Linked DNA regions of Mus musculus: all the other regions are linked to region 1. The links are chromatin contacts, called in public Hi-C and HiChIP or PLAC-seq maps. All regions are on one chromosome and are shown on one strand. The core of a region is the stretch at or near the end of the contact, and the rest is flanking DNA. Distances in the headings are between cores, read along the strand shown. Region 1 overlaps Map3k4 (mitogen-activated protein kinase kinase kinase 4). Region 2 overlaps Prkn (parkin RBR E3 ubiquitin protein ligase). Region 3 has its middle 24 kb from the start of Agpat4.

Evidence for each region. Hi-C and Micro-C count contacts between places; a contact is called where the count stands out from the background. HiChIP or PLAC-seq counts read pairs in DNA pulled down with a chosen protein or histone mark.
Region 2: a Hi-C map of the N1E-115 cell line shows a contact between it and region 1, with 6 times the contacts expected there. The contact joins two enhancer-like sites. A contact is called at or near these places in 1 of 15 datasets of contacts at CTCF or cohesin (CD8 T cells), 15 of 484 Hi-C or Micro-C datasets (B cells, the G1E-ER4 cell line, the N1E-115 cell line and 3 more), 10 of 115 datasets of contacts at active chromatin or transcription factors (bone marrow-derived macrophages, embryonic basal ganglia, embryonic stem cells and 3 more) and 2 of 9 other capture datasets (adipose tissue and embryonic stem cells).
Region 3: a FOXA1 HiChIP or PLAC-seq map of pancreatic cancer cells shows a contact between it and region 1. The contact joins two enhancer-like sites. A contact is called at or near these places in 5 of 484 Hi-C or Micro-C datasets (all in embryonic stem cells), 2 of 115 datasets of contacts at active chromatin or transcription factors (large pre-B cells and pancreatic cancer cells) and 2 of 9 other capture datasets (adipose tissue and liver).

What each region holds. Positions count from the first base shown.
Region 1 is chr17:12,295,494-12,300,591 of GRCm38.p6, reverse strand. All of the region lies in intron 1 of Map3k4 (mitogen-activated protein kinase kinase kinase 4), which reads left to right. Among named protein-coding and RNA genes, the nearest start is that of Map3k4, 21 kb to the left of the region's middle. Within about 2 kb of position 2,966, at least 58 of the 459 cell types and tissues checked have an H3K27ac peak or open chromatin away from gene starts, as enhancers often do. A contact at or near this core is called in the N1E-115 cell line, pancreatic cancer cells and trophoblast stem cells, where this site is marked.
Region 2 is chr17:12,043,716-12,048,813 of GRCm38.p6, reverse strand. The region is part of intron 10 of Prkn (parkin RBR E3 ubiquitin protein ligase); the gene reads right to left. Among named protein-coding and RNA genes, the nearest start is that of Gm46604, 15 kb to the right of the region's middle. Within about 2 kb of position 2,458, at least 61 of the 459 cell types and tissues checked have an H3K27ac peak or open chromatin away from gene starts, as enhancers often do. A contact at or near this core is called in the N1E-115 cell line and trophoblast stem cells, where this site is marked.
Region 3 is chr17:12,092,512-12,097,609 of GRCm38.p6, reverse strand. No RefSeq gene overlaps it. Among named protein-coding and RNA genes, the nearest start is that of Agpat4, 24 kb to the left of the region's middle. Within about 2 kb of position 2,584, at least 91 of the 459 cell types and tissues checked have an H3K27ac peak or open chromatin away from gene starts, as enhancers often do. A contact at or near this core is called in pancreatic cancer cells, where this site is marked.

The sequences.
Region 1 (5,098 bases), core at 1,717-4,216:
GGCTGGGTGTGGTGGGAGATGCTCGCCTGCTCACACGATGTGCGTGGCTCGTGCTTTGTGCTCTGTTACCTTGCCTCATAACCGCGGTGCGTATGGCCTCTTGTGTGGCCGGCCCTACTGATTCTTGGCACGCTGCCTTTTCTTTCTCAACATGCTCATGTTTTCTGAGAATGAAATGTAAATGAGCAAGTGGAACTAATGAAAGGCCAAAGCACACTTTGCTTTCGGGCTCCTCATGCAAGGCTTCTGTTTCTGTTTGCACGGTGGAGTTACACACCTTAGAGTCTCCTGGGTGTGGTAGCTGAACAAGAGCTAGTGCAGAGCCTGTCATTAGGTCCCAGTTTCTTCTTGTCCTCATATAAATAGAAGTGCCTTCTTTTCAAAGGCATCTCGCTTACTGGTGGCTTTTAAAGTAATTTTTTTCAGAATTGGACTAGTAGGTGATTAAAATGGGCTAGCACAGGCCCTTCCCTGCGCCTGGGATTTGCCAGACATACTGTTGTTCTGTTTCCTCGAAAGACAGGTGAGGCACCCTTCCTATGTTGGAATGCAGACTTGTGCCTCTCTTGAAGTATGTGTTGGAAGTCTCTACCTCCACGCCTTCCATTCCCAGGACATCAGTACTGGAGTAGAATTGCTAATCACTTACTTGCTCAGCTTGGCCACACAGTTTGGTGTTCTCACCTGCAGTGTAGAGGGTTCTATTTCCTCTGTTTCAGTGTCAATACTGACTATTGGCCTGTCCTCCTGGGTGTAGACTGCTCACAGGTTTTGATTAGCTTGTCTTGTGTATCGCCTCACTGTGCCTTTTGGACAGGTCTCTGATCAGATCTAGGACTTGCAAACGTTTCCTCCTGTACTGTGAGCTTTGTTACCTTCTCATTTATAATTAATTGCACAGGACATGCAGTTTGATGATGACAGTTTCTTGGCCTTTGTTTCTTTGGCAGAGGATTTTGTACCACTAAGATGGCACTGCTGCATGTAAGGTCTCACCAAGACACTCCTGCCTGCTGCCAAATGTCTTAGTTCTTCCTCTTCCATTCCAAGTTCACTCTCTCTGCCTCGAGCTCCAGTTGGTCCCTTTTCGGACGCCTGGCTGTCCATGTGCTGTCTGCTGAGTACGCTTTCCTCTGAACAATATTGATCACTGAAGCTCAAACTAGATGGCCGTTGGAATGGGGGCTATTCCAGATTCTCAGTTCTGTTCCATCGGTGACACATCTGACTTCACTGTCTAGCCATGTCTTTGTGGCTCAGCATGGAGCTGGTTAATCACAAAGTGTTGTGGTAAGCTGTGAAAGTAGGGACAGGAGCCCTCATTTTCGTCCCTGTCCAGGCTAGGTCAGTCACTGTTCTCTGCGACTCTGTGGAATCGGTGCACGTGTCTCTGTCCTTTGTTCTTTCCATGGCAGAGTCCACACAACGTGTGTCAGGCTGTGTACTGCCTCAGCAAAGGTCCTGTGTGCACATAAAGATGGCAGAGGTTCTAGAGATTAATCAGCTTGGTACTGAGCTATAAAGAAATGGTGAGAGTCCATACAGGTACAATTACCCTTGTAAGCAGGTTTATTACTGTAATGCAAAGTTTCAGATAGGAGAACCATCTGTATCTGAGAAATAATGTCACTTTTGTGTAGTTTGGTGTTTTAAGTGATGTCAGTTTTCCTATTAATTCTTTTAGATATTTTACAATCTTCCTTAAAGCTAAGTCTTACAAGAATCTTTGTGCTCTCATGCATTATATGAAACTGGGGCCAGAACCAGATGAGGTTAATTGATACCAACAAATATGTTGAATTTGACTATCTGTAAATATTTTCACTTTTAAAACCAGGTAATTTTTTTCTTTTGTATCAATTTATTTTTTTAATAGAATTTCCCATCTGTTTTTTCCCTAAAGGAATCCATCTATCTATCTATCTATCTATCTATCTATCTATCTATCTTCCCTGTTATAAATGAAGTGTTTAGATTTGTTGTAGTTTGACTCTTTGTCAAGTATTGCTTTTCCCATACATGTTGTAAATTAAGTAGTGTTATTTCACTTTCTAACACCAAAAAACCAAAACAAAACAAAAACCCAAAACAAAAAATCACACCCCAATTCTCCCCCCCCAAAAAAAAAAAACAGATCAAAAGAACAACTTTTTGGGTTATAAAAATATGGATGTACTTCCTTTTAGTGATAACAGTAAACAAAGCCAAGAAAGGTAGAATAAAGGTTAAGTGTAGAGTGCCTGCCTGTGACACTGAGTGCCAGGCAGTGTGACCCTAAGTCCTGAGACAGGAGGCAGGCAGAGGAGCCTCTTTCTTCCTGGATAGCTTGTCAGGCTGAGGTGCACAGAGGCAGCCCCAGGCAGCAGGGTGGAGAGGCAGGTTGAACTTTGGAGCTGAGGCAGTTAGAGGTTGAGGGAGAGTCCTTGAGAGGAAGACTACAGAAAAGGCTGCAGGCGCCTGCTGTCTGTCAGGCCTCTGGGCTCTGCAGCCACAGACACATGTGTTTAGGGCACACACTACTCAAGATCAGGCAGAGCCAGGCACAGAAGTGCTGCTGCTGTTCGAGGAGAATCTGCAGAGCCAGCCGGAAGGCCAGCGTGATGCTGAAGTCTTTCTTAGGGCACTCAGGAGAGAGTTGGCGTTCCTGGCTTAGCAGCAGGGCCAGACTAGCCTAGAGAAAGGCTTCTCTGCTTTTCTGTGCCATTGCCTTCAGCATACTTGAGAGGAGGCATGAGGGTTGCAGGGAGTTAGAAATAAATTACAGCAGTCTACCCTTCACCCCAGATCCTAAAGCATGACGGCAAAGTCCAAGTAACAATATTAACTTTATGACATCAGTATCCAATAAAAATGACCAGTTACAGTACATGGCTGTGATTCCAGCATTGAGGAGGCTGAGGCAGGAGGCTCATCTTGGGCTACATAATAAGACCTTCCAAAACAGAACAGAACAAAACAAAACAGAAACATAAAACTAGTCATTCCAGGAAGCAGGAAAATATGACTCACACCCAGGGTAAATCTGCACTCAGCAGTGACAATCCCAGAAATGTAAACAGCCACGGCGGCAGCCAGAAGTGCTGTTCCATAGAAAGTCAGCTTTAGATACCTAAAATACACAAGGAGATTCTTGTAGCGCGAGTGACCTGGGATGAAAGGTGACAGCCTCTTGGGTGACAGCCAGAGCGGGATGCTCAGAGAGGTGGACACTAGGCTGTGAACGTGGGAGCATAGCAGCAGACAATGCTGAAGTGGCGCAGAGAGAGCACCCAGGAGGCACAGAGCACCAGGCTCAGGTGGCACAGGCAGCTGAGTTCCAGACACGGATGGCATGGGCACACAGGTGCAGGAAAGACTAGTGGCAGAGAGAAGCATTTTAAGTAATGGCTTCACATGCAGTCTGTACACACAGGCTTCACACGCAAGCTGCACACTCAGGCTGTACATGCAGGCTTTACACGCAGGATGCACACGCAGGCTTCACACACAGCCTTCACACTCAAGCTGCACACTCAGGCTGCACACGCAGGCTTCACGCAGCACAGGAATCCCACAGCACAAGCCTGTCACTGTAAAGTCACTGTGTACTCTGTGTTCAGTGGTTGTCAGTCCTGTGAGTGACGTCAGCGGCTTTCTCCTTATGCCCCATTTATAGTAGCTCTCTTCCTGTGTTCGTACCCCAGGAGCTCTGACAGAACCAACTTCCTTTGATTCTTCACCAAATCAGTTTTTCTTAGGTGTCCTTAAAAATCTTTCCTTACAAAGGCTTTATTATGCTTAGTCATAGCCTTGGAAGAATTGTAATTATCCTTAAACTAATGGTTACTTAGTTCAGTGCTAAATTCCTTAATTTGTATTTTTTTTTCTGGTATGTAGGGAGGACTACCCCATCTCAGACAGTGTCATAAAATATTGAAAATTACCTGATTTAGGAAACCCTTTAACTTTTACGTGATTTTTTCAAGTATGAAATGTGTGCATGTGTATGCATGTGTGTTATAGCCATTGGGTGAGCATCACGTTTGAGTTCCTTTTGCATCTGGTATCTGCTAATATTACGTCCATCAGTGCCTGTTAACCTGTTGGGGGCCATAGACTGAGAGTGTGATGAGACCTGGAGTAGAGGCGGAGAGTGCACAGGTGCTGGTGAGGGGCTTGTGCTGGGTTTCAGGAGCCTCACAGGCGAGCCAGGGAGCCACGAGTGCTTCATGCACTACCTTCATGTGTACATGTTGGTTGCATATTGAAAATTCTCTTAGAAGCTGCCTGTGATTTTTTTTTTAAAGATTTATTTATTTATTATATGTAAGTACACTGTAGCTGTCCTCAGACACTCCAGAAGAGGGCATCAGATTTTGTTACGGATGGTTGTGAGCCACCATGTGGTTGCTGAGATTTGAACTTGGGACCTCAGAGCTTTTAACCACTGAGCCATCTCACCAGCCCCCTGCCTGTGATTTTTACGCCTGGAACGTACAGGGCCTCAAGATCTCTATTGCCAGTAAGTTCCATGCTGGCCTTGGTTGGGAGAACAACACAATTAAAGATAAGTGGCGCACGCCTTTAATCCCAGCACTGAGGGGCAGAGGCAGGTGGATTTCTGAGTTCCAGGTCAGCCTGGTCTACAGTGAGTTCCAGGACAGCCAGAGCTGTACAGAGAAACCCTGTTTTGAAAAACAAGAACAAAAACAAAGAAAGAAACAAACAAAAACCTTGTGTATTTTTATCTGGAAGCCTTGAACCTCTGCTTAAAACCCTCCTCAGTTTATTCCATTTTTTATTTATAAAAAGTTGTTCTTTTCTTTATGAGGTAAGTCTTACATGTGTGTCTCCATTTCTTTTGTGGTGTCTCCATTTTCTTTTACGTCTTAGGAGGCAGCTTATGTGCTTAAGTCTTTCACAGTTCCTTAGGGGTCATTCTCTCAAGTAGAATTTGGGCTGGCTTTGAGGGCCACCGTTCATACGTGATGACTCTGAAACATTGAGGTCCCATGAGGGTATAATGGAGCTGCAGACCTCCTTTTGCGTGGCGGGTCACCGCTGGTGTGCCGCTCTCATGGTTAGGTTGTCCTTCTGTACTGCCAGCTGTTAGAAATCT
Region 2 (5,098 bases), core at 1,209-3,708, 250 kb after region 1:
CACGGGAGCACAAGAGATGCTTCCATGATGGTAGTGGCTGGGACCAAGGTGAGATGGCCAAGGGCTGGTCACTGGTGTCAACCCATTTCTGTTAACATCTGCTAACATCCTGAAGGGAAAAGGGACTTGTGAGATTTGTTAGAATAGAGCAGAGTCAGCATGATTGCTGAATCCTAGGTCCCTGCAAGCTTCCTTTAGCTCCGGCACATCCTATAGATGGGAGGCCGGTGATGAAGCCATGGCTGATGAGGACTGTTTCAAGACCTGGTACCCGACATGCATTTTAACTTTAACATGTCTTCAGTCAGTCTGAGGCAGGTGTGGTCCTAAGGCCCCGTGATTTGAGTAGCCGTTCAGTTCATCACTGCCAACTTGACTGGCTTCAGAATCACCTAGGAGATACACCTGAGTATGTACACAAGGGTGTTTCCACGGAGGTTTAGCTGAGGAAGGCAGGCCCAAGATGAATGTGAATGATATCATCCCATGAGCCCAGGGCCTGGACTGGGCAGAGATGGGGAAAGGACAAAGGAAGCTGACGGCAAACTTCATCCCTTTAGACTGTGAACAAAGTAAATTCACCCTTAGTTGTTTTGAACTGGGGTTCTAGGAGAGAGCATGAACCTGTTTCCCAAAGTGGGTGGCTGTACACATGTGTCTCTGTTATATATTATAGTGTAAAAATTAAGCTACCTATACAGTTTCATAATATATGTGACTGGCTATAGACATATGGACTTAAGGTCTCCCGCAAAGCCACAGTGATAGTAGAGTTTATGCAGGCTGACAGGCTAATCAGAGCCTTTTGGTTATAAAGAGACAGAATATGGAAGACTCAGAGCCGCAGTGATCTTGGGCTGTTGTCGGTCTCGGTATCTGACCCAACTTATGAATATTTAGTTGTGATGGCTAAAAGAAAACTCCTTTTTGTTTTACACACCCATTCTAAATTCCTAAAAGATGAGTTCCTGGCAGCTTTGACTCCCGGCCCCCTCCCCAGGATTGTAAATACCTTCCTGAGAGAATTACCATTACCGGTTGCTCCAGCTTTTGTAAAACCTGCTTGTTGGTATGCAACAGGGAATGGGAGGGACAGCTCCTCACGCTGAGCTGAACAGAGTAACACAGTTTCTCACTCAGCTGGGCATTGGGAGTCTGGGGGAGGAACCGAGGTAACTGTGCTCTTTCCTCTGTGCACAGAGCACCTTCACTATGATTGTGGTCCCGCTGGCAGTAATTAATAAATTCATTTAATTATAACTTGAATTGAGTCTGTGGCCTTTCCTCCGTAGATTTGAACTCTGTAACATTGATAGAATCTTTGGAATGTATTCTTAGCAGACTACTGACTTTCACCAAGCCCAGAGCTAAGCGTATTGTAAGACAGCATTTGAAAATGGTATCGGAGACTTCCCACATTAACATAATTTGCCGATCTGAGGTTTCTACCAACATAGCTGGTCCATGAAACGACTCATCACACATATTTCTTTCTTTTGTTTTTGAGACAGGGTCTCACATAGTCTACATTGGCTTCACTCCGTAGCTAACTCTGGCCTGGTACTCCCGATTCTCCTGTCTACACTTCCCCAGGCCTGGGGTCACTGGGGAGTGCCACTATGACCTACTTTTGACCTACGACTAGAAAGGTACATGCGGACTTTTCTATAGCAGCACAAGTCACAGAGGGCACCCAGGATTGCCATTCCTGGCCTTGACCACTCATATGTGACTCACAATAAATTTTCTGCAATCCCCTTTATAGAGTAGGAGCTGTTATATATTGCTTGTCTTATATTATATGTATTTATTTGCATTGAACAGGTTAAAAAACCAGTCTTGTAAGTGCACAAAGTCAGGCTATAATGAGTTAAAACTCTTAACTTCGTATTTCTGATGTTGCTGCAAGACTGTGATTGATATTTAAAAAATGTTCCAAACTTCTTCACCTCAAAATACACATGAATTATACAAAATTTGAGAAATACAAGCATGAAGAACCAAGACAAGAGCTACCTTCTCACTGGGAATAAGCATTTCTGCTTTGTCATGCCTAAACCATTTGTCTATCTCTCTCCTGGTAGAATCATTAGAAAAGACTCAGGGGCTGGAGAAACGGCTTAGAGCACCAGAGGATCCTGGTTTGAGTCCCTGCACTCACATGATAGTTCATAACCATCTACAATCCAGTTCCAGAGGAGACAGCACTTTTTTCTGGCTTCCTTTGTAACAGGCACGCATATAATGCATATGTCAGGCAAAACATTCGCACACACAAAATTAAGTAAGTAAGTAAATGTAAAAAAAGTATATTTTTAAACTTGCAGCTAGGATGACAGATTAAAAGCTGCATCTGAGTGGATGCATAGACAGACAGGCAGACAGAGGACAATGGTTGCTGTACCACTAGGCCAATCAGCTCCTGCCAACTTCCTGACAGGCCACATTCATTTGCTGTATGCCAGGGAACTTGTAATAGATCCAGAGGTCTATTACTGCCGCTCCTCCAGGATGGAGGCCACAGCTGCCCTGCTAATCAGAAGTAACTTTCTCCCTCAGTGAACCGTTCATAGGAGCAGCCTGGGCTACTGGAAAGCAAACACACAGAGCAGATCCAAGTGGGCTAGGTGTGAGAGTGTGGAGCACAAAATGTAGCCAGGAAACCTGGATGGGAGGCAGCCTGCCAGGGGAAAATTGCCACCATTGCCAGGGGTGAGCTACACAGCAGAAGTACAAGCCAGCCAAGCCAGCTGGGGAAATTGGAGGCTGGTGGCGCACAGAGCTGCTCATGTGGGCAGGTCCTCCATAACTCTTCAGAGCCTAAACCAGAGACCCTGCCCCTGGAGAGGCCAACGCCCGATTCATCAGGGGCAAGAATGCAAGTTGCTGGGCGAGGCAGGGTAGATTCTGAAAGAGAGTAGTCTAGGTTCAGAAATCCTTCTGCCTGGAGAGACACCCACAACCAGCCTGAATTGCTGAGATTCCCAGTCCTCCCCAGCACCCTGTGGAGACGGACACTGAGGGGAGGGGGGCACTATGATCTCACTGAGGAAGAGGCACTAAGGGCAGCTTTCCGGGGAATTAGTTTTTCCCTATGTTTTTCTGTATTTCCTAATTTTAAGATTATTTTGATTTTTAAATTAAGTTTAAATTATTTATCATTATTAACTATTAATTATTATAATTATAGTTCGCAATTATATTAATTATTAAATTAAATTTGATTAATTTTAAATTATTCACACTCCTGTACTGTACTTTAAGTGTCTGTGTGTTCACCTACAAATATCTTCCTTATTTTATACTTCTCCAGCCACGTCTTCCAGTCTTGCAGTCTCCAACTGCAATGCTTCCTCTGTCACTCAGCAGACATCTCTTCTTTTAACCCCCTCAACCCCCCCACACGTTCTTTTCTCATTCCAAAGCAAGTTGGAAAGGTAGAGAAAATTCAGAGGACATGGGGAGGTATAGTGAAGTTTCTCAGATGGCAGCTCAAGGGACGGGTGATAAAGACGTTCCTCTCCCGCAGAGGTATTTACTTTCTAGTGAGCAAATTGTTTGTTTTATATTTCATAAATAACCACGATTCATGCCTGAGGCTGAGCCCTTGTGACCTACAAGGACTGCCTTACTCCTATGCCAGACCCCCCCCCCCCCCCAGCCCGCGAATCTCACAAACAAGGCTTTGTTTACAGTCAAAACATCTTAGTGTCCCCTGCACCCCAAATGATCCAGGAATTTACTTTATCAGCTGTAATGCAAGCCAGTTTGGAACCACCCCATCATCTCATGTAATGAAAAAGAAAGGCTTAGCAACCCTTTGAGGTGTAACTTCAGAACATGCGGCCCCTCAACAGACCTGGCTCTGGAGAAGCCCACACGCCTGCTCCCAGGTGTGTGGTCCCCTTTCGCTGTCGTCTGTCTGTCTACTAACCCCAGCGCTTAAGTCTCCGTGAAACGTTCTTCCTGTTAAACTCGAACCCTGCTTGATGCTCGCGTACCCTGAAGCTCTTTTCTGTGGTGAGGTCAAGGATCCCGGCTACAGGTTCTCTGGCAAGACGTCCTCGGGTTGCTGCGGAATAGGACCCGGAGCTGTATCTGGGGCCCGCATCTCCCTAGCACTGTGTTAATCCTGAGATTCGCCGGAGAAAACCCAGTTCCACCACTTGAAGTGGGCTTTATTAAATGCTGATCAAGATGGACTTTGACAAGGACAATTCCAGCAGAGTGGCCAGAGACGTATTTTGCAGGCACTTATAAGGACAAACGCAAAGACCACCGTACTTTCCCGTGTGGATCTGTTATTTTCTAAGAAATACAGCTCCTTGCATCCCAGGAAGGGCTTGGGCAGGTGGAGTTGGCAACTACAACTCCCAGCATTCCATGAAGTTACCCAGTGCTTGGGCCGGTGAAGCTTGCAACTACAACTCCCAGCATTTCAGGAGGTTACCTGATCCTTTGGCTGGTGGGGCTTACTAATTTTGTTTTGTTGTTCTTGTTGTTTTTGTTTTCGAGACAGGGTTTCTCTGTATAGCCCTGGCTATCCTGGAACTCACTCTGTAGACCAGGCTGGCCTCGAACTCAGAAATCCGCCTGCCTCTGCCTCCCGAGTGCTGGGATTAAAGGCGTTCGCCACCACGCCCGGCACTAATTTTGGTCAGTACACACTGAGCATTACACACACACACACACACACACACACACACTCACTCACTCACTACACAGAGAGGCCTCCAGATACCATGACACACTCCCTACAAAGTAGCAGGAGACAAAATTCCTAGAGAAGAAATTTCCAAAGGACTCGCATAAAAACAAACAAGTTAAGAGTGAGGAAAGGGGCGGGGCAGTGGTGACGCACGCCTTTAATCCCAGCACTCAGGAGGCAGAGGCAGGCAGATCTCTGGGTTCCAGGCCAGCCTGGTCTATAGAGTGAGTTTCAGGACAGTCAGGGCTACCGACTGGAAACCGAGTCTCAAAACAAAACGAAATGAAATGAAATGAAAACCAAAAGAACTCACACAGGGCAGGATCCTGGAGGCACGGGCTGATGCAGAAGCCATGGAGGGGGCTGCTTACTGACTTGCTCCTGATGGCT
Region 3 (5,098 bases), core at 1,335-3,834, 200 kb after region 1:
GGATGCATGGTGGGCGCATGCTCCTTGGGTGTTATGGGAGCTCCCCGCTGCTACTTTTCAAAGCATGGTGGATTTGAAAGTGGAAAGCTTGGGTACCCACAGAGGCAGGTATCACCTTCAGGGTTAGTGGTTCTCAACTTTCCTAATTCTGCAACTCTTTAATACAATGCCTCATGTTGTAGTGACTCCAACCGTAAAATTATTTTGTTGCTACTTAATAGCCATAATTTTCCTACCATTATGAATCATAATGTAAATATCTGATATTATGACCTCTGTGAAAGGTCATTCAATACCCTCCCCTTACCCCCACATACACACAGGGTCCTGACCCACAGGTTGAGAGCTACTGTGGCTAGCTAGGCCATGTTCTCTGTGGTTCCACAGCCTTCCCCAAACACTTCCACCAGCCAGGAATGGGAATCAAGTATTCAAATACATGAATCCTATGCAGGGCATTTCACATTCAAATCATGACACCATCCTTCTAATTTTGAAATGATTTTTAAAGACATGATTCTTGACGTTTGGAAACCACCAAGTTCTCAAGAAAGACAATGTCTATAACAGCTGTGTTATAGATTCACAACTTATTTTCACACATAGCCCCATTCGGAAGGAAAGCTGGAGCTACATAGGAATGTAGTGATGGTTAATATTGTGTCAACTTGACAAGAGCTAGGATCACTGTAATGGCTATTCCTAGTTGTCAACTTGACTATATCTAGAATGAACTACAATCCAGAATTGGAGGGCACACCTGTGATCCAGACCTTGTGGCTGGAAAACACAAGTTGCTGACCTAGATCTTGGCATGGAGATCTTGTGGCATAGTGGCCATGAAAAGCTTAGGCCCAGGAAAGTTAGTACAGGACTTTAATCCCAGGAGACTGAGGCAAAGAGATCTCTGAGTTAAAGGTCAGCCTGGGACAAAGCAAGTTCCAGATCCAGCATGGTGGAAAACACCTTTAACCTGGGCCACACCTTCTGCTGGAGACCTACCTAAGGACATTGGCAAAAGAAAGATTCACTCTTCTTCTCTGCTTGCATTGACTTGCCAGCACATCTGTTGGAACCTACCTCTACACAAGACCAGCTGAAACAACTAGCCTTGTGGGACTGAGCAACTACTAGATTCTTGGACTTCCCATCCACAGCTGTCCATTGTTGGGTTAGTTGGACTATAGACTGTAAGTCATCATAATAAATTCCCTTAATATAGAGAGACATTCCATAAGTTCTGTGACTCTAGAGAACCCAGACTAATACAGTCACCTAGGGGACAAGTCACCAGGGTCTGGAGGGACGCTCTGGATTGGGCTGAGGTGATAGGATTTACCTGAATGTGGGTGTGTCAGTTTGTATATGCTTGGCCCAGGGAATAGCACTATTAGAAGGTGTGGCCTTGTCATTGTGGGTGTGAGCTTTAAGACCCTCATCCTAGCTCCCTGGAAGCCAGTCTTCTCCTATTGGCCTTTAGATGAAGATGTAGAACTCTCAGCTCCTCTTGCACCATGCCTGCCTGGATGCTGCCATGCTCCCACCTTGATGATAATGGACTGAACCTCTGAACCTGTAAGCCAGCCCCAATTAAATGTTGTTTTTTATAAGACTTGCCTTGGTCATGGTGTCTGTTCACAGCAGTAAAACCCTAAGACAGTGGGCAACTCTGTTCCATGAGCTGGGGGCCCAGACTGAATAAGAACAAGAACTCAAGCTGAATATCAGCTTTCATCTCTCTACCTCTGCTTCCTGACTGTGGATACAATGTAACCAGCTGCCCCACTCTTGCCTGCCATCTTGCCTCCTCCACTCTACTGGACTGGACTGCTAGACTATGAGCCAAAGTAAACCATTCTTTCTTGCAGATGTATTTTTTTCAGGTTTTTTTTTTCTTTCTGTTCTTTCTTTTCTTTTCTTTTCTTTTTCTTTTCTTTCTTTCTTTTTTTTTTTTTAAGAAAAAGTACTGCTACAGAAGCCACATTTAAATGCTATTGTACACTAACGTCATCTGCTTTTTCATACCAACAGCATTGTCTGATTGTTGAAGCCTACGGTAGGTAGTCTCATGGCACTGAGCAGAGGGCTCTGCAGAGGCAGCCTGGCTTGCAGTCAATTCTGTGAGTACTGCACAGGGACCAGCCCAGCTGAAGTCAGTTCTCCCAGGATCTAAGTGTTCCTTGGATCAACAACAAAGCAGTTTTCAGCTCCGAAGCGTTTGTACAATGGAGTGCATGCTTGCCTGTTTTCTTGAGCGGAATTTGCAGAACACACTCTAACCTTTTCCCTGTTGACTCAGCATGAGTCACCATTATGAATCAAAACCATAGAATTTTAGTACAAAAAGGAACCTCAGAGACTACTTAGCTCTGGGTTTTCATATTCCAGAAGCAGGGCTAGAGGAGTTTAGGGGGTGGCAAGAGGGCGAGGATGGGATGTGAATTTGGAGGGGCCTGATCGGGAGACCCCACTTCACCTTTGGTCGTGCTCTGATTTCCACATCTGAGACTCACGCATGCTGTGTGGATGCTGACAGTCCAGACAGCTCTTGACAGAGTGGTTACATACCCTGTTCTCTGACCTCTGCGTCTCTGTCTCCACAGTTGCCCAAGACTTGCTTATGTACATGGGAGGCTGGAGTAAGGTTGCACTCAGCTGGGGCTTGCAGCTGCTACCATTACTACAGTGGGCTCAGAGGAGCCTTTCCATATGAACCCAGCTCTATTCTCTGCCTGGCTGTCACTGGTCAGTTCCTGGGGCAGTTATGGCACCCTCCCTTGAGAGAACCCCAACTTCTCTCCCTCACTACTTCACTCTTAGATCTGGCCACCAAGTTAGGGACTGAAATAACCAAATTGTACTTTTCTGGCCTGAGGGAATATACTCAAGAGCAAGGTGTCTGCTAGGGGGGACATCCCCTGGCTTACAAATGGCTCATCTTGTGTCACCAAGAAGGTTCCTTTTCTGTGCCTGTCAACGTTATAACCTCTTAGTGGGCCACTAATCATGATGTTTAGGGTGTACCCTAGTGCCACACTTTTACCTCTTCAAAGGCCATTTCCCCAAATACAGTGACTCCCAGAGCTTCTAATTGTTGAAACATGGCTCAGTCCATGATAATCTTATTCATGGCTCGGCTTACAGCAAATCAGGCTTTGAGGACAGTCACAGTGATGATTCCAGGGCCTTTTATGTATTCTTTTAATGCGCAATTGGCCCTTACACAGACAACTGACTTCTCAAAAAGTTTTTTCTTACTACTGGGTCTCATTATGGCACTTTCCAAACAAATTTGTGTTTGTTTGTTTCCCTGCTTCTCTCATTTCCTCCTTCCCCCTTGTAACTTCCTGCTTCCATCACATGTGACTTTTTGTGGCCACACCCACTTCCTCAACACCTCCTGTTTCCCTCTTGAGGACTCCTTGCTAGTTCCATAGTCTATACCCCTGTCAGACACACACACACCCTTTTTACATATCTATAACAATAAAAGTTAGGATCTACATATGTCTTAGTTAAGGTTTTGCTGCTGAGAACAGACACCATGACCAAGGCAACTCTTGTAAGGACAACATTTAATTAGGGCTGGCTTACAGTTTCAGAGGTTCAGTCCATTATCATCAAGGTGGAAGCATGGCAGCATCCAGGCAGGCATGGCCCAGGAGGAGCTGAGAGTTCTACATCTTCATCTGAAGGCCAATAGAAGACTGGCTTCCAGGGAGCTAGGATGAGGGTCTTAAAACCCACACCCACAATGACATACTTCCTCCAACAACTTCCTGCCACACCTTCTAACAGTGCTATTCCCTGGGCCAAACACATACAAACCACTACAGCATATGTGAAGGAGTGTGCGAGTCTTCTCTTTTGGAGTCTGGGCCACGTCGCTTAATAAGCTACTTCCCAGGTCTACCTGTTCTCCTGCAAATTTCATAATAGTTTTATTCTTCTTTCCAATTGAGCAAACTTTTAAAGCTATGTATATGTGTGTTTATGTGTATGTATATATATGTGTATGTATGTGTTTGTGTATACCTGTGTATGTGTGTATGAGACATTTTGAAAAAATTATCATAGGTCTTGGAATAGTTCCCAAAAGCAGCATGTGGATAAGCAGTGCGTGACGGGCCCTCACTCTACCCACATCACCCTAGGGAAGGCAGGGATGAATTCTGCCCTGAGCTCTGGAAACTGTCTGCTAGGCCTATAGGGGCAGAAGGAGTAGAAGCCTGTAGGTGGTCCCCAGTCTACAACGCAGAGGGCCCAGGGCAGTAGAAGGCCATGCAGGGGGCGTCCTGGGGCTGGCAGTGACCATCTGTGCTCAAACTTGTCTTTAGCTCCATGCCTCTCCTCGAACAACAAGACAGTCACCTGGGTATTAAGATGTGATTAAAATTCAATAGAGCAAGGCACACACACACACACACACACACACACACACACGCTCTGTGCCTGAAGAGAACAAAGGTCCTTGAAGGGACAGAGGGGACTGAGCTGGCACTGTGTCCAGCCATAAGGCTTCCTGGATGCTTAGCATCTGCCATTGCTTTCCTGGCCCAGAACTGGGTCCTTACCTCTCTTATCCTTCTGACTGGGAGATGTCTCCTCCTTCCCACCTCCCAGATTGTCTGCCCATGCTGGCTGTGGAGGGAGCACTGCCTCTCTGCATCCCTATCCCTCAGCCCTGCAGGCAGGCCCTCCTTTCTTCTTTCTTGGTTCCCACCCCAGCAAAGCCACACCCTCCTGCTTTCTTATTTATCTTACTAGGATAACTGGGATACTTTGGGCACCAAATGAGCTCAGAGTAACAATGTTGCCTGGATTTTAGAGGAGGTCTAGGGAACCAGAGATTATCCTTTGTGATTCCTTTCTCCTAGAGTCCTGTACAGGTACAGAATTGTGGCTTTAAAAAAGACCGTAGGAGCCAGGGTACCTAGATATCTCTTGTGAAACAGGCTCTCCTAGAAACGGCTGCATAGACAAGACTGGAGCAATGGCACTATCAAGAGACAGTTCATAAAGAAGGCAGAATAGTTCACGAGTCCTGCCCCCTAAACAAAGAACTATTGGCTGCTGGAAGAAGGAGAATTACCCTTTC